Linked DNA regions of Mus musculus: all the other regions are linked to region 5. The links are chromatin contacts, called in public HiChIP or PLAC-seq, capture Hi-C and promoter capture Hi-C maps. All regions are on one chromosome and are shown on one strand. The core of a region is the stretch at or near the end of the contact, and the rest is flanking DNA. Distances in the headings are between cores, read along the strand shown. Region 1 overlaps Kndc1 (kinase non-catalytic C-lobe domain (KIND) containing 1). Region 2 holds the start of Tssc4 (tumor-suppressing subchromosomal transferable fragment 4). Region 3 holds the start of Inpp5a (inositol polyphosphate-5-phosphatase A). Region 4 holds the start of Ctsd (cathepsin D). Region 5 holds the start of Rnh1 (ribonuclease/angiogenin inhibitor 1). Region 6 holds the start of Utf1 (undifferentiated embryonic cell transcription factor 1). Region 7 holds the start of Lrrc27 (leucine rich repeat containing 27).

Evidence for each region. Promoter capture Hi-C pulls out the DNA fragments that hold promoters and counts their contacts. HiChIP or PLAC-seq counts read pairs in DNA pulled down with a chosen protein or histone mark. Capture Hi-C pulls out chosen DNA fragments and counts their contacts.
Region 1: a contact with region 5 is called in a promoter capture Hi-C map of embryonic stem cells, with 3 times the contacts expected there. The contact joins the enhancer-like site here to the promoter of Rnh1 in region 5. A contact is called at or near these places in 6 of 39 promoter capture datasets (embryonic stem cells, hippocampal neurons, pre-B cells and 1 more), 2 of 115 datasets of contacts at active chromatin or transcription factors (astrocytes and pancreatic cancer cells) and 1 of 9 other capture datasets (embryonic stem cells).
Region 2: an H3K27ac HiChIP or PLAC-seq map of microglia shows a contact between it and region 5, with 5 times the contacts expected there. The contact joins the promoter of Tssc4 here to the promoter of Rnh1 in region 5. A contact is called at or near these places in 2 of 39 promoter capture datasets (the C10 cell line and pre-B cells) and 1 of 115 datasets of contacts at active chromatin or transcription factors (microglia).
Region 3: a promoter capture Hi-C map of pre-B cells shows a contact between it and region 5. The contact joins the promoter of Inpp5a here to the promoter of Rnh1 in region 5. A contact is called at or near these places in 3 of 39 promoter capture datasets (the 3T3-L1 cell line, hippocampal neurons and pre-B cells) and 1 of 115 datasets of contacts at active chromatin or transcription factors (pancreatic cancer cells).
Region 4: a capture Hi-C map of macrophages shows a contact between it and region 5, with 4 times the contacts expected there. The contact joins the promoter of Ctsd here to the promoter of Rnh1 in region 5. A contact is called at or near these places in 2 of 39 promoter capture datasets (erythroid cells and fetal liver), 1 of 115 datasets of contacts at active chromatin or transcription factors (bone marrow-derived dendritic cells) and 1 of 9 other capture datasets (macrophages).
Region 6: a contact with region 5 is called in a promoter capture Hi-C map of embryonic stem cells, with 2.9 times the contacts expected there. The contact joins the promoter of Utf1 here to the promoter of Rnh1 in region 5. A contact is called at or near these places in 7 of 39 promoter capture datasets (cranial neural crest, embryonic stem cells, frontonasal cranial neural crest and 3 more) and 3 of 115 datasets of contacts at active chromatin or transcription factors (astrocytes and embryonic stem cells).
Region 7: a contact with region 5 is called in an H3K27ac HiChIP or PLAC-seq map of embryonic stem cells, with 4 times the contacts expected there. The contact joins the promoter of Lrrc27 here to the promoter of Rnh1 in region 5. A contact is called at or near these places in 1 of 39 promoter capture datasets (pre-B cells) and 1 of 115 datasets of contacts at active chromatin or transcription factors (embryonic stem cells).

The regions. Positions count from the first base shown.
Region 1 is chr7:139,913,069-139,916,472 of GRCm38.p6, reverse strand. It overlaps Kndc1 (kinase non-catalytic C-lobe domain (KIND) containing 1), which reads right to left. Exons shown (of 31, transcript NM_177261.4): 7 at 2,877-2,991; 8 at 2,420-2,491; 9 at 2,272-2,333. Among named protein-coding and RNA genes, the nearest start is that of Kndc1, 20 kb to the right of the region's middle. Within about 2 kb of position 1,867, at least 41 of the 459 cell types and tissues checked have an H3K27ac peak or open chromatin away from gene starts, as enhancers often do. A contact at or near this core is called in embryonic stem cells, where this site is marked.
Region 2 is chr7:143,067,253-143,070,684 of GRCm38.p6, reverse strand. It overlaps Tssc4 (tumor-suppressing subchromosomal transferable fragment 4), which reads right to left and starts at 1,317. Exons shown (of 3, transcript NM_020285.2): 1 at 1,172-1,317; 2 at 835-930; 3 at 1-749. The coding sequence starts at 728. It overlaps Cd81 (CD81 antigen), which reads right to left. Exons shown (of 8, transcript NM_133655.2): 8 at 2,755-3,373. The coding sequence ends at 3,311.
Region 3 is chr7:139,387,255-139,390,389 of GRCm38.p6, reverse strand. Inpp5a (inositol polyphosphate-5-phosphatase A) reads right to left here and starts at 1,281. Exons shown (of 16, transcript NM_001127363.1): 1 at 926-1,281. The coding sequence starts at 1,000. It overlaps Gm46004 (a long non-coding RNA gene), which reads left to right and starts at 1,243. Exons shown (of 2, transcript XR_001778314.2): 1 at 1,243-1,824.
Region 4 is chr7:142,385,997-142,389,157 of GRCm38.p6, reverse strand. It overlaps Ctsd (cathepsin D), which reads left to right and starts at 1,331. Exons shown (of 9, transcript NM_009983.3): 1 at 1,331-1,421. The coding sequence starts at 1,354.
Region 5 is chr7:141,166,952-141,170,305 of GRCm38.p6, reverse strand. Rnh1 (ribonuclease/angiogenin inhibitor 1) reads left to right here and starts at 1,370. Exons shown (of 10, transcript NM_145135.3): 1 at 1,370-1,630.
Region 6 is chr7:139,942,319-139,945,654 of GRCm38.p6, reverse strand. It overlaps Utf1 (undifferentiated embryonic cell transcription factor 1), which reads right to left and starts at 1,799. Exons shown (of 2, transcript NM_009482.2): 1 at 1,226-1,799; 2 at 543-1,128. The coding sequence starts at 1,781. The coding sequence ends at 665.
Region 7 is chr7:139,211,567-139,214,790 of GRCm38.p6, reverse strand. It overlaps Lrrc27 (leucine rich repeat containing 27), which reads right to left and starts at 1,803. Exons shown (of 11, transcript NM_027164.1): 1 at 1,524-1,803; 2 at 1-116. The coding sequence starts at 68. It also overlaps a transcript of Stk32c not described here.

The sequences.
Region 1 (3,404 bases), core at 618-3,117, 1.3 Mb after region 5:
CATCTGTCCTGACAAGTTGTTTGTTAAATTTTATGTGCTTTCTTTCTTTCTTTCTTTCTTTCTTTCTTTCTTTCTTTCTTTCTTTCTTTCTTTCTTTCTTTCTTCCTTCCTTCCTTCCTTCCTTCCTTCCTTCTTCCTTCCTTCCTTTCTTTCTTTTTTTGCCTGTGGGCTAAGACCTCTTCGGCAAACCCCATCTCTAAAATTTACATTATGATTCATAACAGTAGCAAAATTACAGTTATGAAGTAGCAATGAAAATAATGTGTGGTTGGAAGTCACCACAACGTGAGGAACTGTATTAAAGGGTCTCAGCATGAGGAAGGTTGCGAGCCACTGCACAAGAGTCTTCAGATTCTAAGCCCAAGTCCCTTGGTAGCTCTGGGCCATCACAGCAATCTCCTTCACGTTGGCTGAGCTGTGGAGTTTGTGTCCATCTCAGCCAAGCACGTGAGGACGCTGCTTGTGGTGTCTCCTGCCGTCCTGGTGCTTGCAAACGCCCCTCCCTCTGCCATCTCTGCTTTGCGTGCTTTCTCTTTTCCTGCTTCTCTGGCTCCCCGTTCCGTCTGCTTCACCTGCCCTGTTTCTAGGGCATCCCTTTGTCTATCAGACTGCTTCCTAGTGGCTTGTTTGCACAGTGGATCATTGTCAACGTCCTCCAAGTCTGCATCCAGCTCGCCTCTCCCACTTTTGATTAAGTATTTCCTCCACAGACATTTATAAACAAATGAAGCTGTTATCTGATACCCCGGAGCTGTTACCGGAGAAGCTACCTGCTGTGGCTGCTACAAATAAAACTCTACTTGCTCTGAGCCACCAAGCCATCTCTCCAGCTCAGTCTTTATACTACACACACACACACACACACACACACACACACACACACACGGCTCCAAAACCATATTATTATTGCGTGTGGATGGTGTGTGTGTGAAATCTGTGGTGCGAGATTTCTCTACGGAACCCCTTCACTCTAGGGCTTGGATCCAGACTTAACTGCCGGGCTTTACTCGGCAAGCGCTTTAGCCACTGAATCAACCATTTTGCAAGCCCAGTCTTTCTTTTGGCTCTTTAGAACCCACGGCACTAACTACTCTTGTCTGTGATACATTTTTAGTTCTTTTTGTTTTTCCTTCTGAGAGCTTCTTGACACATAGGGGTTTTGCGGAACAGAGGACTCTAGGTAAAAGGTTTCCACTTTTAAGGTCATCAGGTAGGAACTCAGTTGCCATTTGAACCGTTTACCCCGAACATAGATAAACTGTTTCTCTTTTGACCTTCAGCTTTCCGAGGGGTTTCACTACAACATAGCGTTGGTTTCTTTAGGTTAATCCCCTTCTTTTCCGTTTCTTGAGTGGTAGGCTTATGTGTTTTGACACAATTGGATATTTTTCATTCATTACTCACTCACTGATTACTCTTCTGCCTCGCCCACAGTTTTCTTTCCTTCTAGAATTCTGATGCCATGAATGCTTGGTTTTCTAGGGCAAGCTTCTCGGGCCTGTTCAAATTTTGATCTCATTTCTTTTCCTTGTCCACATGTCTATAGTCCTAGCTTCCCCGCACCGTCGTGGGTGACTCCTCAGCATGGGCAGCCAAGGCCAGCACACCTCTGTTGCTCTCAGGGTCTCAGGTCTAGGCTGGCCAATGGACCCCAGACACATTGTGCAAGCAAAAGGAGCAGGCAGGCCAGCTGAAGTCACTTGCTCCTTCCTGGCCCTCTGGCTAGTAAGCCTGACCCCGGGGAGGCTCCCTTTACCTTTGCGGAGTTTTCCAGGTGCCACTTCTTTAGTAGCAGGGTCCAGCATAGGAGACTGAAAAAACCTTGGTTTGCTCGGCCCTGTCTGGTATCACCCTGCTCCTTCACTCCTCCCACCCGCCCCCCATGGCCCCGCCTTCTATATTGCTCCGCCCATTCCCTCCCAAGACCTGGTCCCTGCCTTGTCGAGTACCAGATAAGCCAAAGCCTGGAGGATCAGCTGACCTGATTCCCAGGGTGGGGGCTGCATTAGGTTCTGAGTGTAATTTAGTTCATTTAATTTAAAATTTATAAGAGCCTATTATATTAGCTTGTTAGTGGCGGCGGGTCTACGCCCTCGGACTGGAGCTCGTCCCGCCCAGCGTCCCAGGGCACGCCCATGACTCAGAAGACATCAGTGAACGCAGCTACAGTAGCCCCGCGAGTAAGATGGGTGCCACGTTTAGGCCATCTGGCCCCGCGATCCACTGGGCAGAGGGTGAGGATGGAGCGAGAGAGGTGATGTGGTTGGTTACCTTCTCTGTCACCAGCTTCTCTTCTGACACTTCGGGAGCCAAGAAGAGTGAGTTGTAGGCGCCTAGAAAGGCAACCACAGTTTGGTTATTCTTCCTTCCTTGGGGAACCCGCTCTGGTTCTCTGCCCCCGAGAGTGACCCTTGTGTACCATTGGCAGGGGGCGGTCCGAAGAACACTGTCCCGTCCTCGGCCACCAACACGTTGTCCAGGCACAGGTGAGCTGCAACAGAGCGGATCAAGTATGCAGCCGTGTGTGGGCAGCTCCCTTGCCAGCATCAGGGGATTCCAGACCACACAGAGACCCCAGAAAAACCTGTCAAGACTGGACAGACACTGGAGGGCTGGCCATTCTAGCCAACAGTTGCCTAGGAACACTGTTAGGGTATATCACCCTCATCGAATTAAGAATAAACGGGAGGATGGGTGGGGACATGGTCCATATTGCTCTGCCCCTGGAAATGGCTGGGTGAAGTAGGTTGGGCCCTTCACATTCTCCAGACTCCAGGCTAAGAGGTTGCAGTGTCACAGCAGCCATTCTCCCACTCCCTTTTCTCCCTCCCCAGCTTTTGGGCTCAGGGCTCAAGGAGAGCAGGGTGACCCATCACCTGGGTGCTCCTTGTGTGTCTGCAGAGTGCTAAGGCAGGAGAGGCACAGTGCCCACAGCTCGTACTCCCTGAAGGGCCGGCCTAGCTTAGACAGAAGGTCCTTCAGGGACAGGCTCTGTGGAAAAGAAGGGTTACATAAGAACGCTTTGTCCACCTGATGTCAAGGAAGGGTTTCCACGGAGAAAGATGTGCGCTTAGTGCTTCTGTTTCTACTTGCAGTATCCCCCCTATGCCAGGGGCTGGAAAAGTTCTCCAAATTAAACACGAGTGTGGGTAAGTGTATGGAGAAACAGGAGCCCTCACCCATGAGCTGGTACAGTTGCCATGAGAGAAGATGGCAGATCCTCCGAGAAAGTACAGAGAATTACCTCAAGATACAACACTGGGTACCCCTAAGATCTGAAAGGAAACTGGAGTGGACAGCAGACCACTCAGGTTCAAGACCTTTCACCACTCACCAGATCCAAAAAGGGAAAGCAGTTCAAATCCCCAGGAGTAGATGAGTGGATAAAGAAATGTGGTTCAGGG
Region 2 (3,432 bases), core at 68-2,567, 1.9 Mb before region 5:
ACAGCGGCCTCACCCCCCGCACCTGACCCAACCCCCTTCTTTAGGACCCTCTTCCTCTCAGCCCTAGCCTCACTGTCCCTCACTGGTTTGGTGAAGACCACTCTTCCCTCCCCACAGCTAGAGGGGTCCTGGTTGAAAGAAGGCACATAGTCTGTGTGGGACACCTGGCTTCGAGAGCTCAGGAAGGCCAGGGCAGCATCACGATTGCTCTGCTCACTGGCTTCAGACACATCCTCCAGACTGTATTTGGTCCAACGCTCAGGGTGTGACACATAGTCAGGGACTGGGAGTACCCTAGTCGGGCCAGTGTTCCCATGCACTCTGCTCAGGCCCCTTGCTGGAGTCTGACTTGGGGGAGTCACGGGCCGCCTGAAGCTGCCATTGTCACTCACACTGGTTTGGGGAGCAGAGCACGGTGCCTGCCGGGCTGCACTCTCCAGACAATCAAAGATGCTGTGGCTGCGCTGGGAGAAGGTAGAACTCATGCCTCGGAGGTGGAATGGCTGCACTGCAGTGGTGAGGGTGCCCGTGGGGGGCGATGGAGGGTCCTCAGGGCCGGAGTCCTCCTGGCCCTCCTCCGAAAGCCTCTCTGGGGACAACACTTGGACCTCCACACCACTAGGTAAGCTAAGGTCCGAGTCCGAGTCGCTGAGGGAGACGGTGTCAGAAGGCAGGGTGTCATCCTCGGTGGGTTCATCAGCCTCCAGGCCAGCCTCTGTCTCCGCCATACGACCTGACACCCGTCCCACCTGTAGCGAAGCAGTCCCAGTTCCGCCGTGAGGGGTGTATTTAAGGCCTCATCCCTCCCCGTCCTCCCAGGCTCCCGTCTTTCACCTCCACTATGTGTCAAGTGCCTCTACTCACAGCCGGACGGGAGGCCTCGCGAAGCTGGGTGGTTAAAGGGTATCCTAGCGCGCACAGATACAGGAGCTGCAGGTTAGGTGGGGTTAAGGAGAGAGTCAACCATGAGATCATAACAGTGTGGACATACAATAGATGAGCACTGGGAGATGCTGGTGACAGGAGATCTCCATCAGCTGCTTGTCCCATCACGGGCTCTCAGTAAAGCGCAGCCTCTCTAGGTACAAGCGCCACCCGGGTCCGGACGAAGGGCTGGCAGAAACAGGCACGGGAATGCCCTGGCCGCGGCCTTAGGGAGGCCAGTGCTCACCGTTCCAGCGTCCGTACACGCCTCAATACCCTGCCGCCTTTCTCGCAGCGTCCCGCCAGTTCCCCGGGATTCGGTCCTGTCCAGTCTCGCTCGGGTTCCTGGGAAACCGAGTCTCGGGCGATCAGATTTTCGTGGCTTCAGCGCCCGAGAAACTACAACTCCCAGAAGGCAATGGGTTCCCGCCTAATGTCAGCCGGGACTTGTAACCTTAACAAGCGTGCCAACCCGGAGCGCACACGGAAACCCACCCAGAAATGACGAAAAAGGAAAAGGCGGAGCCACGGTTCCCACAATACTCCAGGGCTAACTGCCAATCGCAAAGGGTTGAGGCCTGCAGCTTCGCCTGTCGGAAGCCGTCCCGGCCGGGTCCGACACAAGGAGGAAGTGCGTCACCACGCACTGTGAGCGCCAACCAGTTTCCTAGACATTTCCGGCCCTGGGCGGAAGTGGTGTGGGTCTTGTGCTTTGTTGGCTTTCTGGAGTGAGGCGGGGCCAAGGTCCTGGTTGGCTCTTGGCATGAAGAGACGTAGTGGTCCCTGGGGTGGGTTGGTTGGGGCTTCAGAGATTCGAAGCCGCTATCCTGGGCTCTGCCTGTCTGTGCTTCCTGACGCAGGAACGGACACTTTAGTTGCAGGACGCCGCCCCTACTAGTCAAGGCCACACATAATCCTCCTCCAGGCGTGGGGCTGTTTTCTTGTATCCTTAGGGATCAGAGTCTGAGACACCATGGGGCTGCTGCATGCGCCTCTCCTTTCCTATGTTTCTGAAGCTGTGCAGCAGGCCTCCAACAGCTTTGGCCTGGTGCCCATGGACCTCATAACATAGGATATAAAGGGCTCCTCAGACCAGAAACCAACCAAGCACGGAACAGGTTGCATAGGCGTGGGAGGTAGAGGTGGCGGAGACCTAGAATGTCCTAGTACAAGCTTGGGGTTCACCGACAAATAAGCCTACTGGGAGGCTGCTAGAAGCTGGGCCATGAATCTTGGCTAGGGCGTCTCTCCTCTAGTGGCCAATTAACTATGCCAGCAGCCTGGGGGAGGGGCGCAGACAGGAGACAAAGGGAAAGAGACAGTGGTGGTTGCCCCTGGCGTCCGGGAGGTTGCTTAGCCTGATCCTCAGTTCACAGGGGTAAGTGAACTGCCATCTTGCCTTTTACTTATTGAGACACAAGCCAGAGCCACCCAGCTCCGTGGAATCTTTTCTTGAGATGGATGGGGTAATGGGCTAACCTTTACTGTCTTGTCCCTGAAAAGGAGGGTGTTCTTGCAGCTTATCTCCATCATTCTGTGCTGAATTTCCCTGCTTAGGTGGCTCCTCCTACCCGACTCAGCCTGACCTGTCATGTCCAACAGATGAGTGGAAATGAGGTCAAGGCTGGCGTAAAGTCAGCATTGAGCTCCCAGTATAAGGAGGTACAAATGAGGGAGGACCCATATGGAGTGCTCCCAGGGTCCCAGCCCTCCCCACCCACTGTGTTCCACAGCCTCTATTGGACCTGCTCACCCTGTGCCTGGCAAAGTTCAGAGCTGATGAGCCAGGTCTCTGACACCGCTAGCACAGGAAGAGGTCTGGCAGTCCCATTAGCATGCCTGATTTTTTTCCTCCTTTATTAAATGACTGTTTCAAGATTTAATTACAGTTGAAGGTGACACGTTAGAAAGAATAAGTGCATTGAAGGCATAAGAGGGCTTACAAACCCAGCTCTTGAAATGGAGGCAGGAAAGGAACAAAGATTAAAAAGATGTGAGCAATGTGACCCACAGTGGGTTGAGTGGGTGGGCATGGCCCTCTAGCTAGGCTACAAAGCCTCTGGGCAAGTAGCTGTAGAGGAGGTTTGGCTCAGCAGGCAGAACTCTCCAGGGGTCCCAGACGTACAGGGCCCTGCAAGCCAGGGCCAGCTCCACCCCTACATCCCACATATGCCACCCATGTGTGATGTCAGCTCCCAAAAGGTAACAGGAAAAGTTCAGGACAAAAAAAAAAACTAAAACAAAAACAAAACAAAACAAAACAAAAAACTCAAAAGTAAAAAGACTAAGTGTAGCAGAGTGATACAGAAATATTATATACACAGGCCATGTCCCCCAAGGTGGCCTCTGGTCACTCCAGGGATCCTCTGGTGCAATGCAAAGGGCCTCAGTACACGGAGCTGTTCCGGATGCCACAGCACAGCACCATGCTCAGAATCATCTCAAAGATCTGCAGGAGGGAGGGGCATAGTCAGCACCTAAGGCCCTGGGAAGGATCCCACCCACCCA
Region 3 (3,135 bases), core at 32-2,531, 1.8 Mb after region 5:
GAGAACTAGTGCTATTGCAAGTTACATGGCAAAATGAGGTGCCTCACGCCTCAGGCCCCTCAGAAGACAAGACCAAGGGATGGGATATAGGTACCAGGACTCAGATGATGGAGCTCAAGGTTTGGGACTGAGGTCTATTGGGAGGAAGGTTCGGGGATGGGAGATGGGGTGTAGAATTAGAGGCAGGGACCTCACTCTGGGGCCAAGAGTAGGTGTAGGATCTGAGGTTTTAGGGTAGAGACTCAGAGTTCAGGGTCAGTGTGGTATGGGTTGAGAGGAACAGGACCAAAATTTTTGAAAGCTGGGTTTCTGGAACCAGAAATCAGACTTGGGGGATCAGAGTCAGAGACTGGGGGCCAGGGGGTGAATCAGAAAACCTGGGGTCAGCGTATGCTTGGGTTTGGAAGCCAGGACATCCAAGTATCAGGATTCTGGGTCAAAATTCCAGGTCAGTACTTGTGGCTCTGGAGTTCCAAGGCAGGAAAAAGATAGGGATTTGCTGTCTTGGGAGCAAAGCAAGGAACCAGCATCAGGATTCAAGGATCTGGACTGAGTCTGGGTTCCTGTAGTATGGGTTAAGACAGGGGTTCAAAAACTGAGTCTTCGAGTTTGGCCTCGGGTACCAGAAAAGCGGTGTTAAGGTCCCGAGTGTGTAGCTGGAAGTTTCCTGGCCTAGGGTACCCCCCTGCTATGGGGTCAGGGTCTGTCTGGGGCTTGGGAAAATCCTGGTCGGAGTCTCCAGCTGTGGGTAGGGGGCATCAGAGTCACACGTCCCAAAGACAACTGGCCCGGAGTCCGCGGCTATAGAAGACGCTGTAGGGGCCGGAATTTAGGGTCTCCAACTGAAAATGGGGATGTCAGGGTCCCGGGCTGGGAGACTCCTAGCCCGTAACCGCCCCTCCCTAGCCGACGGCGCGGCACTTACGTCGTCGAAGAGCGAGCCCACGTTGGCCGTGACCAGCAGGACCGCGGTGCCGGGGGCGGCCGCCTTCCCCGCCATGGTGCCCGGGCGGAGCGGGCTCTGGACTGGGTGGCGGCGGCCGCTTCCTGCGGGGCCGGTAGGGCTGGGGTCTCGCGGGGCCGCGGGGCGTCAGCTGCGCCGGGGGACAGCACAGGGGCGCATCGCGGGCTTGGCGGGTCGGACCGGGCCTGGCCGGGGCTCCAGCCTCGCGGTCGCGGCTCTTCGCTGCTCCGCGGCCCCGCGCCCGCTCGCCGCCGCGCCTCACAGCGGCCCGCGCGCAGCCATTAGACCCGCCGGGAAAGTTCCCGCAGCCGCCGCCGCCGACTCCGGCTGGGACAAGTCCCGCCCCACAGGAGGTGGGACCCTAGAAGGCGGGGCTGTCGGTCGCGCCGGGGGTGGGGCCTCCCTATGGGGCGGGGCCTGCACACAATCTACAGACTTGGGTCTTAGGCTCCCTGGCTCCGGGTCCACTGGAAGGGCGGGTTCTCGAGCCTGAGTCAGGCTGGGGGTGGGGTTTGTGCAGGGGCGGGCCTGCTCACAGGAGCTAAGCCTAGGGTGGGGCGGAGCCAACACCAGATGGAGGAGGGGAGAGGCGGGCATATGGGGCATTCCTGTCAGTCAGGCCCCTGAGTCCTCCCCTGGCTTTGCCCCGCCCTGCCGCGGTTACGCGCATATTCCACCCTCCACTCCCATGACGTCACGACCCTGTTACCAAAGCGCTTCTTAAAGGAGCCGCGAGTTTGGACGACTACAGCCCGCCTTCTTGTTGGGAGCCCTGGAGATCCTTGGAACCTCTGTCCTGGCCCCCCATCCCCCCCCCCCGATGTGGAACCGGTCTTCAGCCTGGGTCCAGGCCCTCGCCGGTACGGGGAGTCTGACGTAGGCGGACCGTGGGAGGGAGCAGGGCCACGGAGAATTAAGGAGGAGCCTCCTCCAGTCCCAGCTCTGGGTCTGCAAAGAGTGGGTCTGCAGATCAAGTGTATGGGATTTTGCAATTTCCTAACACGTCCACCCAGTTCCTTATATAGGACTTTGCTTACAAAACAGAAAGCTGTTGGCATCCAAAAACAGAAAACTAATAAATCCTTTTAAGAAGCAAGCGTATTGATGTACTCCTGTAATCCCAGTACTCGGAAGTTGTGGCAGGATTGCTATGAGTTCGAGGCCAACCTGAACTCATAGCAACCTAAACTAGCTTGAGACCATACCCCGCCCCTCCCACCTAAAAAAGAAAAAGTTCAGATTAGGTGTTTGGATAGCCAGCTGTGGCCCCCATGCCACACCCAAGGACAGTTCCCAAGGTGGGGGATGTGGTCAGTCCGGGAATTTTAGCCACCAGAGAGAGCTGGAGGTGGGGGGCAGGGAGGTATGCTAGTTAGAAGAACAGAATCAGTCCTACATGTAGAAGGAATCAAGAAATTTCTCTGAGATAGAGTCAGTTGTTCCTGGAGGTGGGACGGGGCTGGTAGGGAACATATAGTGAGCTGGGTAACCCTTGCTAGTCTAGGCCTCCAGAAAGCCCTGTCCAGTGGGGCTGCTGCGCTGTAGCCTGCGAGGAGGCATCCAAAGAAACAGTACTACAGACATACTAGAACCCTGTTTGCAACGACAGTTCTTCTGGTGGGTTCATTCTTTAATTTTGTATTTAGTTTGTATGTATGGTGTGCATTGGTTCAGACACACACGCTACAGAAAACAGGTTGCAATTATCAGTTCTCTTCTTATAGCATGGGTTCTGGGATTTGAATTCGGGTCATGAAGCTTGGTGACAAGGGCTCTTACTCACTGAGCCATCTTGCCCGCCCGCTATAGATGGACTTTTCAGAGGTTAACAACCGCCGGAATTAATTTTAACAGGGCATTTACTTAACGCAATGGATGTGAACATCATCCAGTGTGGAACTAGCATTTAGCAATGTTAATGAGCTTCCCACAGCAAGGCTTTGAAATGAGTATCTGGTGCTTACAGCGCAGTGCCCAGTAACCACATGCTCCCTACCAAGTGTTTCCCAACTCTTGGCACCATCTGAGAAAGAATTCAGAGATGCGACAAAGAAAAGGATTAAGAGAAAGTAGTATTACAGAGAGAAGCCCACACTCAAGGAGTCAGTGTGTACAGGCTTCTGGAGAAAAACCTGTGGCCGTGCTTTTGAATGCTCTATCTTATAGACAAG
Region 4 (3,161 bases), core at 82-2,581, 1.2 Mb before region 5:
GGCTGGGAGAGCCAGCATGGTGCCCCAGAGGACCTTTCCCATTGCCCACCCATGGTCCAGCAATCATCTCTAGATAGCAACTCTAGGAAGCAAATGGCAACTCCAGGGCCAGACCCTGTCTCTTGGGCTACCAAAGAATAGTCTTAGATTCAAAGGAGTAGAGGGTCAGATTCCAAGATCTTAGGGCAGCTCTCGCCCTCACACCCAAGCTTTAAGCAATGTGTGGAGTGCTGACTGTGGAGGCAGGATCCAGGCTGTGGTGACCCACGTGTAGCTATTAACACTGACCCTGAGTGGAGAGCCTTGGCAGAGGTCAAGTGCCCAACTTGATGTAACTTGATGGGAATTGTAGCTTTGAACCTGGGGAACCAGAACAGCTCATGTGTCCATGTGTAGAGTGGACTTAGAGGCATCCACCTCCTCAATACAGGTAGAACATGTCCAAAAGCGCTCCCGGGATCAGACCCTGGCAAGGCTCCTCTGCGTTCCTGTCCTTGTATGGACACCACCTCTCAGAGAGGACATTCCCCTTAAATGCCTTTCTGGGCTCAGCTCTCCATGATGGAGAGCTGGACTCTGCCTCTCTCAAACAGCACCCAATTCATTTGCTGACACCAAGCAGGGCATTAAAGAGTGAAGTAGTTAAGACCCAAGTGGCGATTGCAACCCTGGTCTCATCTCACTGTACACCCTACCCCTTGTATCAATAGATGCATAGTCCAGGACTAGGCCTGCAATCAACATTGCTACATTATGGAATGTGCATGTTAGGTGTTCCAGCTTAAATAAAAAGGGTGTTGCTCTGGGGAGATGAGTAGGTAGTGGAGCTTTGAAGAGGGTGAAGTTTGCTGGTCCAAGAGTCCAGAGAGGCTCCAGGGAAATTCTCAAGGAGGAACAGAGCTGAAAGAGAAAAGGCTTAGGTTTAAGCTGGCATCCAGGAGAGGGTCAGGGCCCAATCAGACAAAGACCACATCCTGGTAGTGGGCACCCCAATTATGCAAAAAAGACAGATTAAGGGAGGGGCGGAGCTGAGGGCAGGATCCGCCCCTCTGGATGCTTCCGGGCCTGCCTGGTCTTCCTTCCCCCACGTGACCTGTATCCAGTCATTCTCCGGTCCCAGGAAAGTGGGCGGGCGCGTTCCCGAGAGCCGTGCGTAGGCCTGGAGTAGGGCACGCCTGCGCCCGGGCAGTGTTGGAGGCGGGTTCGGGTCGCCCCGCCCCTCGCCCGCGTCTCACGTGACCCGTTGAGGGCCAAACAAGCGGGTCAGCTGACTCCGCGGGACTGCGGCGTCATCCTGCCTATAAGCCGGCGACCTCTGGCTTTAAGCTTTGCTCTCTTCGGGCCGCCGCGACCATGAAGACTCCCGGCGTCTTGCTGCTCATTCTCGGCCTCCTGGCTTCGTCCTCCTTCGCGATTATCAGGTGAGGACCCGCTCTGGGTCCGGAGATGCGGGGCTCGTCACCTGGAGTGCCGCGTGCTCCGGCCGTGCTGGAATGCACCTGTGCACCCAGCGCAGCCTTCCTCAGGGTCCCACAGACTATGGGGCGAGACACTCAAAAGGCAGGGGTCTCCTGGGCCCCTCTCCACTCCTATGACTCCTATGGTCGAACAGGAGGGTACAGTAGGGTGGCCACAAGTGGGTCTGACTCCAACCTCGCCTCTGTGTGTGTGTGTGTGTGTGTGTGTGTGTGTGTGTGTGTGTGTGTAGCGGGGCGGCCGCTTCTGAGGAGAAGTGCTGCCCCATGGATAGGATTCTGTTGAACCCAGCTGTGGAAGTTGGAAAACCTAGTAGGCCCTTGCCCCCCTGAACTTCCTCAGGCCTTTCCTTTTAAGGGACCCTGTTTGACAGCTGTGCACTGGTGCATAGCCCTAGAAGTTTACTCAAAGATGATCCCCCCTGTCCTGGGTGGTGAATCTCTCCTCCTCCCTCCTGAGTTGCACAAGTCCCAGAGAGAGAAGGTATGGAGTGGCCCAGTTCAAATACCTTGGAGCTGAGGTCTACCCCACTGGGGACCAGGCCCTTCTCAGGCCCGTGGACTTGGCCTTTGTGCTAGATGAGGTCTTGGTGGTAGCCCGTGTGTTTTCCCACTCTGTGAGTCCCTGGTCGTGGCAGGTGGCTGAGGCCGTAGGCTGCGGGAGTAGAGCTGGCTCTGCCGGCTGGGCACCAGGGTTGGGTGGGAAGGAGCCCAGTCTGTAGGCTGCAAGCTGTGGGTGGGTAGCCTCAGTGGAGCCATTGTAGGGAGTGGCCTAGGCTTGATCCTGCCCTGGGCTTGCCTGCCCTGCCCTCAGGCTTCTCTTCTCTGGGAAGAGGTGTTGTGGACTCCAGGATCCCTGAGACTAGGCACCAGAAACAAAGCCACACTCTTAGGCTTGTTGGCATGTTTCCTGACCTTTGCAGGGTGTGTGCCTCCCCTAAGCCCCAGGCCAGAAGCCTGCCTCTTCCAGCCCACTACTCTTAGGCAAGACTCCTATGTCTCTCAGAGCATGCACTGTGCATGCCAGGAAAGGTCAGCTGTGACCTTGGCTACAAATCCCTGGGCAGAGAAGTTTCAACAAGTGATTACAGATCAGCTCTCCTTGGGAACAGGAGCAAACTGGGGGTGGGGGGTGGGGTGGTGGTGGAGAGGTGACCTGGAGGGCAGGGCAGGGACCCCTCTCCCTCTGCTATCTAATGGTGGCGTCCCCTATTTAGTTGTCTGCATCAGGGCTGCAGGGAGCATATAAGGGCCTTGAGTCTGTGGTGGTAGGGCATGTAGGTTTCTTGGGTGAGAGTTGCCAGATTGTGTGCAGGGATGGCTAGGGAGAGCATGAGGAGTTGGTGTTGAAGCCTCTTGGATGGTTAGGGGAAGAACCTCCAGGGACTGTCCAGGATGATAATGTCACTGCAGGCCTGGTAGGGGTGGTTGGTGGGGCTCCTTTTTGTAGAGTCCACGTGGGAACCGATGTGGCTAGGGGCCAGGTTCAGTGGATCAACCAGAGTCCCATGGTGCACCTTGCTTTGGATGCACCTGTTCCTCCTCCTCCTCCACCTCCTCCTGATGTAGGATTGGGTTCACCAGGGCACCAGGTACAAGTGCCTGGCCACACCCTAAACAGAACCCACTAGCCAGTAACCCAGGTAGGCAGACAGAGCAAGAGCTGGCCCAGTATGTGCTGTTTGT
Region 5 (3,354 bases), core at 121-2,620:
AAGGCAAGTTTAAGTACATTGAAGGGTACATCAGAGAGATTGGTACAACAAGAGGAAGGAAGCTTTTCTGTAAGTCCAAGATGCCAACTGATGACATTCTTGGCTTTTGGTTAGTGGAAGCTACTGGTCTGCTAAAGGATTCCAAAAGGATGCTGGGTGTGGTGACACTTGCCTTTCCTACCAGCAGTCAGGGGGAAGAGGAAGCCACATCTCTGTGAGTTGTAGGCCAGCCTGATCACAAGATATTAGTTGCAACACAGGTAGGCAAGGAAGAGCTGTTCTAGAGGGGTAGAACTAGCCCAGGATAAGGCAGCCTCTGGAACTGCACCAGCCCAATTTCTCCACAGCACTGAAACTCTAATCAGCCAGTCTCTGTAGATACAGCTTCTTTTCAGGAATTCTCCTTCATGGCAGCAACAAATAAAGGCTGGCTGGCCAAAGTTTTCCTTCTAATTGGGCAGGCTTTAATCTTTCCCCAAAGAACTGATCCCCAACTTCACAGGTCAGTTGTTGGTATTGGTTCCATGAGGATGGCTCTGCAGCGATGAAGATTAAGCTCTGTCTGTAGTGGCCACTGCACAGGGTTTATGAAGCTGAGTTCCAGCCTCTTTTCTTGCCTGTCTCTTTGCCTCCTTCTCTCCCTTCAGGGCTCCCTGTCCCAGGTCTTTTAGGGAACACAATTCCTGATTTCCTATGCTGGCCTGCTAGACTCTCCTTTACTTGTATTATTAAAGTTCCCGGAGGGACTCAGAACAGCATCTGGCAAATGACAAGTGTTTAACAAACACTTAGGTGGATGGATGCCAGTTCCTTGGCAAGGGTGTGTGTGGCCATTTGTGCAAGAGAGCAGGGCTCCTGAGTGACAAACTCTCAATGCTGACTTTTTCCACAGTGCTAGAATCCCAGCACTCAGGAAGCAAATCTGCATGTTCAAGGCCCTCCTGGGCTACACATCAAGACCTTATTTCAAAAATACAGAAACCAAAAGCAAATCCTATAACTTGGGAGTATGTTACAAAGTTTAAACATGGGCTGGAGGGATGGCTTAGGACACTGCTCTTCCAGAGCACCCAGGTGTAGTTCCCAACACCTGAATGGTGGCCATTCCCCAAGAATCTGATACCCTCTTCTGGCCTTCCTGGGCACGATGCACAGATATATATGCAGATGAAGCATTCATATATAAACGATATTTAAGACAAATATCAGAAATGCTTAGTGACGAAATGCTTGAGAGCCCCATGCATCAGAGGCTCTCGACATCCCAAGCCCTATCCCCAGGGAGAAAGGCTGTTCATAATGAACACTGTTCTAGCCATGAAAACCTGGTCGGCCTGTAGGAGAGATGGGTGTGTTCATACCAGAAGCTCTCATCACAGTCACACCCATTTCGTGGCAGCTGTGGATCATTTTACGTATTTTTAGTCAGGCTCAAAGAAGTGACTCAGGTTTGTCAAGTTCTGTTCCCAAAGTGCAGCCTGCATGTGGGAGGGACAGACCTAGTGGGCGGTCTCCAGTAGGCAAAGTGAAAGGCTAGTTGGGGCCAGAGAAAGAGAAGCGGCGAAAGTCTCTACGCCCCGCCCTGGGCGGAAGAAAACGGATCGTCTGGGACCTCTTGCAGCGGCACCAGGTGAGCAAGGGCCATGTTCCGGGGCGCCCGGCTGCCTTTGAGAGTTTTTTTCGGGTCCCTTCCTGGCCCTCTTAATACGTGGCAGAGCGGCTGGACCAGAAGGTTTGAGGGATCAAAAAATTGGGCGGGGGCGGGATCACGGGCCCGGCGAGTCTCTGAGGCCTGTTCCTCCCTTAGGGTGACACATTTGTGCCTCAGAGGAGCCTTGCTTGGTGCTTGAAGGCTGACCTCATAGCTCCGTCGCCAGCGACCTGTTCGCTCGCTCACTTTAAGGCCCAAAGAGGGTGTCTTCAGATCCTAGGATTAACCCAACAGCTAGGAGCAGCTAGTTAGCAATATCCAATCACATCAAAGCAGAGGCCTGAATCATGCTTCTAAGCCAGGCTGGTGGGACCTCCTGCCTGGTCCCAAGGCCAAACAGGGGGAGGAGTGTGGGAGAAGAACCAGCTGCCTGGGTTCTTTCACATCCCTTGCCCCTGACCTCAGATGATCGTCAGGACTGGCTGGCACCCTGCCTCCCATAAAGTCCAGTCCTGTGCTTTCCTCAAAGGTAGATACTCTAGGACCCTGTAGTCTGTAGTGCATAAGAGAGCAGGTGTGGGTTGCACCTGTGACTAGAAGTACTGTAGCTACCCCACCCCAGTGGCAGTGCCCTAGTGATGACTGGCTTTGGATGACACATCTGATCCAGGCAGTGCTGGTTTTACTCCCTGGCGAGTTGTGGGTGGGGCTAACTGGTTTCTCCATGCCCTGGCTATATGTCCACAGTGAGTTATCTCTGCCGTTGCCTCAGTTTTCCCTGTCACTAGCCCTTGTGTCAATATGTGTAAAGTGCTCCTGGTTAGCATTAAGGGGGTATCCTCCTAGCCCTGGGAAGGAAGGGGAAGACCCCGTTAGTAAAGCCATGTTGTGCCAGGCACTGTAACTTCACACAGAGCTGTTTGCCAGTTTCGGTAACTGTTATAGAGAGCAGCTGAAGTGACTTCTGTTTCTCTTAAACAGAACCTAGTACCGCTCTCCCTTCAGTGCTAGGAGCACAGCACTGATCTCTTCTTTCAAGCCTTCCAGGATACCCACATGCTGTCCAGGCTAGCTTGCTTGACAGATAGTTGCTTAGGAATGTGGAGACATGGGTATTTGTCTCTAGGCCTCAGATACATCCTTCCACAGCCAGTGCCTGTCATGCTTATTCAGGTTGTCAGAGCCTGTAACCTGTTTGTCCCAGCTTTCCTAGTGTGATACACTGCCTGGATCCTTTGCAGGCTGGGCCTGAGCTGGCTGAGGATTGTGAGAAGTTGGTCCTGGCCTGAGTCCCTAGACTCAGAAGGAAGTCACAGAAGCAAAAGCTATAGTGACTGCCTCTGAATACTCTCCTTTTCCCCCAGAGTCCTGTGCCTTCCTGCCCTTAAGGTGGTTGCTTGTGTCCAGGCTTCATGCTCCCTGGCCTTTGACTTTGTATAGGGCTTGGCAACAGTAGAGTATGGTGCTGGACCAACTTGTTCTCAGAGTAAGAAGTAGGCTGAATCAGCAGTAAGCCCCACTACTGGAGTTTCCAGACCGTAGCCAGGCTCCCACAAATAAGCAGGTTTCCAGGCCAGAGTTGGTATCCTGGTGCTGGGTGACTGGGTTCCTTCAGAGGCTAGGGGGTGACTGTGTCGCATAGTCCTAGGCTCTCAGGTTCTGCTCCTCTTAATGGTACCATGTAGTTAGCTTCTCCCTGATAA
Region 6 (3,336 bases), core at 550-3,049, 1.2 Mb after region 5:
TCTACCTGCACCTAAGCCCTCCCCCACTCTGACTCTCTAGTCCCTGAGGACCTTGGAATTTCAGCTTTGAAAGTTCTAGTTGGGCAGCTGGGCTTTGCTAAGTCCGTTGGAGTGGTTGATACCCAGGCCCCAGCCTCTCTCTATAAATCTGACACCTCCGAGGAAGTCTTCCAAGTTCTCCCCGACTATTCCGGTTCACACGGCCCAGAGTATTCAAACTGAGTTTTACTCAGGATAGGCGAGAACTTTAGGGATGTTTTACTTTACTCAATAGCATAATGCCTTGAGAGAGGCCCTTCTACTTCTTAGCCTACCCGCCATCCACGTACCTTATCCAGCCAGCCCCTGGGTTTCAATCACTGCTGACCAGTGGAGGGGTTCCGCACATCAGGTGCCCCAAACATCAGGTAACAACTGTGTACCACTCCGCCAAATCTTCACCGAAAAGATGCACAACTGTGGGGCGAGGGGCTGTGTCTTTTAGCCTCTACCCTTAGGGTTCCATTCTTACCGCGACCTGGAGTCCGAATTCATTCACAGGATTAAGTAGAAAACACAATCTTTATTTTGGTAAGAACCTAGGTTTGAGATGGGGATGGGGACAGTAACAGGGGTCGGGGTAGACTGGGAGTCGTTTCTGGAGAAGAGGACTGATAACAAAGCTTTATTGGCGCAAGTCCCCAAGGATGCCCCGCTCGGAGGCTGCACTGCCCAGAATGAACCCCACCGCCAGAGAAACGGTTTGGTCGAAGGAACCTCGTAGATGCTCCACGTGCTGGTTCAGGGTCGACAGCTGGTCGCGCAGAGGGCCCAGAACTGTTGAGATGTCGCCCAAGTGCGTCAAGGTCTGCAGCAACGCGGTATTCAACGACTGGGGAGCAACCTGCGGGGAAGAAGCACGGCCCTGGGAAAGGCCAGGAGGCTCATTCGGGGTCTCCACGTCGTGGTCGGGGGTTGGCGTCGGGGAGGATTCGAAGGTATGGCCCGGCTCAGGAGGCAGAGTGTCGGTGCTCGTAAGAGGAGGAGAGCTGGTAATGCGGTGGGCACCTGCAGACTTCGTCGTGGAAGAACTGAATCTGAGCGCAGGGGCAGGTTCGTCATTTTCCGCAGCCAGCGGCAGCTCGGCCTCTACGAGAGAAACGCGCGGAACGTACGGAATCCCAACTCAGGGCTCCGCCCCTCCCCAGGAGACCCAGACCCTTCTTGCCCACATGGCTGCTCCTACCTTGCTCCACCGGTGCAGGTGCGGGTGCTAACGCGGAGAGGGACGAGCGGCCGCGGCGCTGGGGACGTCCAGGGCCAGTAGAGCGGCGGCGAACCCTCGGCGGCCCATCGTCCCCCAATAGCCCCATGAGTTGGCGGATCTGGTTATCGAAGGGTCCGGACGGCTGGCCCTGGGAGTCTCGGAGTTTGTCCTTGAGGAACTTGTAGCGACGGCGGCACTGAGCGGGCGTGCGCCGAACTTGCTGACGGGCCAGTGCGGCGGACACGCGGCGGTAAGTAGGCAGAGTCTGCCTGCGGTCCAGCAGTAGTGAGCGCCACATGGCCGGCTGCAGCAGCGTGCCCAGAAGTAGCTCCGTCTCTCGGGCACTCCAGGGCGTGCGCTGCGCCGAGTCCGGGGACACGGGAGCCTTGGGCGAGCCGGGTTCAGCCATCCCGCCCGAAGTAGCGAAGGCATCAGACGTAGTCACCGGGACATCCCCGGCCGACCGCAGCTCAGCGTCGGGGCTAGCTGGCGACGGCGGAGAAAAAGCGGGCAACCTCCGGGGACGAAGCAGCATCCCTGAGCCAGGTAGAGGTGCGTGCACTCCAAGGCGTGGCCTCACCAGAGAGGAGGGCTCCTCCAGAGCCGCCCACACACGCTCTAAGGACCCCGCACCGCCCTCTGCGTCTGAACCTGGTCGTTGCGACCCTCCCATCGTCTAGCCGCCCCGCCCCCTCGCCTACCTAGTTCCTCTTGGCCTGTGCCTTGCTTATTCTAGCCCATCCCCTTTCTAGTCCTTTCCTTAGGGACCCAGGACCTGAGAACGGAGTTTTTTTGCCCTGCTACACAAAACAGAACGTGTAAAAATTTTTTTACTAAAAAAAAAAACCCAAAAAACCATTTAGGGCTAGAGAGATGGCTCAGTGGTTAAGAGCACTGACTGCTCTTCCAGAGGTCCTAAGTTCAATTCCCAGCAACCACCTGGTGTTTCACAACCATCTGTAATAGGATCTGATGCCCTCTTCTGGTGTGTCAAAAGACAGCGATGTACTCATATTAAGTACATACATACATACATACATACATCTTTTTAAAATAAGGCTTATTTGTTATTATACCTAAGTACACTGTAGCTGACTTCAAACACACCAGAAGAGGGCGTCAAATCTCATTACGGGTGGTTGTGAGCCACCATGTGGTTGCTGGGATTTGAACTCAGGACCTTCGGTGAGAGCACTCTCTTACCTGCTGAGCCATCTTTCCAGGCCCAAATAAATCATTTTTAAAAAGCATTTAATCAAGGTACAATGTAATAAGATCGAGTGAAGAGGGCAGATGGGAGGAGTCAGCTCGTTTGTTTTTGTTTTTATATTTGTGCTTCGCCCATTAGTTACTACTCATAAACAGCCTGTGAAAAGCTCCAGAAACACAAAACTCTGGCACCTTGTATGGCTAGTGCACCAGAATGTGTTGTTTATCTATGCAAATTGTAGACCCATCCTCTCCATTCTGCTCTGGCTGGGGGCTTTGGAAGATGGATGGATACATGTTGTATCTAGTTGACTCATCTAGCTAGGGAGGCCATTTGGGTGCTAGATTTGATAGCGATCAGCGGCTGCTAAATTGGAATCTTAGTTCACACACACTACAAAAAGGAATCTTTCTATCTATTAACAAAGGGTGACAAAGTATCAACTCTTCCCCTCAAGATTAAGACTAAGAAAACGATATTCAAAGTTCGTCTGAGTGTAGAATTCTTGGCCAATGTAGTCAAGACAAGAAAAAGGAACATCCTAAAAAGATGGCAAGTAAGTCCCTAGTAGCCCTAGTTTTACAGAGATCAGTGAAGTCAAAAGGAGTACCAGTCTGCCATCTTGCTTCTGGGACTGTGGTGGTCTCCTGCTGTGGGACCGAAGACAACAATGTAGCGCAAAGATTAGCGGCTGTTTCTTTAGTGATTTGTGACTAGGGGCTTGAACAAAGACCAAGGACCACTGGCTGTGTTCCTCATGACTGGGGTAGGCCAGGTCATCTCTACTTGCCATTCCAAGCCTAGCTTCCTGGGGACAGTATTCTGAGTTACAGCCTGTTGTTTTCAAGGTGTTTATCACCTGGTTCAAGCCCCCCATGTG
Region 7 (3,224 bases), core at 554-3,053, 2.0 Mb after region 5:
AGATCTTTAGCAGCCTTGGGGTCTTTAGCAGCCTTCTCGGCCACTGCTTGGGGGCTGGTGTCCTCCATGTGATGCGCTCCAGTGGCCACTGCTCATCCTTCTTGGTATGGAGTCACCTGGAAACAAGGGGGGTGGGGGTGGTGTGTGTGTCTTAGCAACCAGAAGTCACACGGGGGTGGGGGGGTGGGGGGAGGGGGGATGGACTCGAGTTGCTGAAAAAGCAACAGTACTATGAATTTAGCTTTAAACTTGTAAATGCTGGGACATAAGGAGGTACTGGTTATATTCTTTGCTCCTCACGCTGTACCACAAAGTTTGAAGAAGAGAATGACAATTATGATTCGAGAAGGGGGGCTCAAGTAGTCTGGGCTGGCCTCCAACTCACTGTGGTGAACTTCTAACTCCTGATCTTCCTGTATGCACCTCCAAAGTGCTTAGATGACAAGCAAACAGCCACCTGACTACAGTCTAACTGGAAGATACCAGTGGAAACAAGCATCCAGGATGAAAACACCGGGGGACTTTTCAAGTTTGCAAAACACCTGTAAGATGGGAAGAGATAAGACAGTTTCCTATTTCCACCCTGGAAATTCCTCTGCTTCTTGTATCCAAGACTCTGAAGTCAGGAAGCCAACCCCTGCCTCCCACACTGGCCCAGACCAGACCAAAGAGGTATCTAGGTGGGCACTAGGGAAAAACCTGGGCAATGACAATCTTGCATCTTAGTTCAATAATCCTGTTGCTTAGCCAGGGTATTACTTGCAAAACCATCCAAGCAAAGAGGATGGCTGAAAGATCTGCCAAATGCTGGCACACTTTCCTAGTTTCACTCTCCTTTAAGGAGCGGGTGACTTTTCAGTTAAGGAGCTGGTCTTAAAGGTGTACAATTCATGGGGAACCTAGGTCTGCGTTGGCAGGAGATATGCCACCCCCCCCCCCAAGCTGGGTAATGGGTCTCCCTAAGGTCTCCAAGCCTTTGCATAGTCTACGGCTTATTGTATTTTTTTTCTACACCTTGGAATTAGGAGGAAAGATTCTGCCTCCATCAAATTACATTGTAAGGAAAATGTGTGGACAAGAGGGAGGCAGGGGACTAGTGATGCTGTTTCCAGACTGGGCTGGTAGGGGAACTCGACTTTTGGACCTCAATCCCATCTTCCCAGGTGCGGCCACTGTAAAAGGGTAGGGGATCTAGTCATAGTTCTCTCCCACCACCGCGCCATCAAAGGCTGACGTTCACAGGACCCCCAGCAGACCAGACTCACTGCTCTGTGAGTCTGTGGCGGTCTCCTCAACCCAACCCAGCGTCTACTCCCGCCCGCCAGACTGTGACCCCGCCCCACAACCTGGTGGCCGGGTCCCATCCAGTGCAGCCGGCTAGCGGTGACTGACGTAACAGCTATCCCACCCTCCAGCCCCGTTGCTCTTCCCCGCCCACCTGCGACTCCGCCCTGACACGTCGGCTGCCCCGCCTCCGAGAGGCTCAGGCACCACCTAACAAACCAGCGAGCTGCGCGGTTTACCAGGTCGCCATGGAGACGCTGCTGCGGTACGGAGGCCGGAAGGCATCAAGTCGCAGGTCTGGCTTGGGATAGCTTCGGTGCGCGTGCGCTTACCGCCTCTTATGCTGGAGGTGGGCGACAAGGCCAGAAAGAAACTTCGAGAGGATGGGCTGGTGGATTCGGGGAGGGCTTGGGGACCCGAAGGAGGTCGAGTGATGCTTCTGCTGACCAGACCGTCTTCCAGGGCCATGGACCCTCGGGCCTCAGGCCTCTGGAACTGACCGCTGCCCTCCGCGCCTGCGCAGAAGCAGCTGCCGCAGTGCTGCGCTCTCGGCTTCCCAGGCTGGTGCCGGGTTTGCTGGCCCTTTTGTCCTGGGGCCTGGATCTGCACAGACTCTCCTAGTGTGGAAACTTGGAGGCTGTCCTTTTCCATTTAGAAACCTGCAGAGCAGGGTATTCTGGGAGGCAGGTCAACCAAGTCCATAGACCCTAAACCTTTAGAGAAAAAGGATCCCTCCCGAAAAGAGAAATTACGGGAACGTGGTAAACTGCCTTAGTATCAGATCTGGTGGGGATAGAAGGCCCGCTGCGGATTCTAGAGGATCCTGACCAATGAAGTGATATGGGTCACTCCTTTCTGGGGGCCAGAAGTTGAGATCTTAGCAATTTCCACCGTTTTTAGTGAGTAATGTGTCACACACAGAGCAACATGACACGTCATCAATTCTAAGGGAAACTATCGGAAATGAACTGGCCTGGACATTGAATTATGCCCTTAGCTAACGTGCTCAGTGATATAATCTTGCTAAACATTTTTGAAGTAGCAAAGCAGGATGGAACTGAAAGTATAAGATGGGACCAAAGTGGAAGTCTAGATCCAAAACAACAGCAAATTTTGTTTACTCAGGCCAGCAAGATGAGTTAATGCTTAGAACCTAGGTAGGGGAGAACCAATTCCACAGAGTTGTCCTGTGGTATCCCCTATATGAATGCAATAATAAATTTAAATAATAGAATAGAATTTTCAATTCATTTACTAATATATTCTTTAGGACTGAAAGTGAGATGGGAGTAAGTTGTAAGAAAATATCCCCAAACAAGAAAACAAGAAAACCTAGGAAACTCAAGAGTTGTGGGAGCCCAGTAGCCCTCTGATCAAATGTCTCCTGATGTCCCTTCAACACTGCAGAGATGGCGGCTGGCAGCTGGAATCCCCCCGAGTGTTCCATTGGTTACAGGTTGCTAAAGCTTGGGGTCAAGAGGTGCTGTGAGGAGCGTTAGGATACAGAGCAGGCAGGGCATTCCTGCCTGGCCACACAGGCCATCAGAGAGGCCCCTTTCTGGTGGCTCTCAGTGGAATGCTTGCCACGTACTCATGGGATCACCAGAATCCATTTAAAAAGTTCAGGTGCAGCAGTGTATGCCTATAATTCCTGTTCTTGGAGACAGGCAAGCGGATTCTGAGGGCTCACCGGCCAACCAGCCTCAACCACTGTGGAGCTCTAAGCCAGTGAGACCCTGTGTCAAAAAACAAAACAAACAAGTTAACAGCTCCTTAGGAACAACACCCATAGTTGACATTCAACCTCTACATATGTACATATACCCACCCACATATGTGTGCAGATATGTACACACACACATGCACACGCACACAAGTACACATGCTCCACCTTTCCTGCTACTAGGAAAATAGAATTATATCCAAAATTAGACATTAAT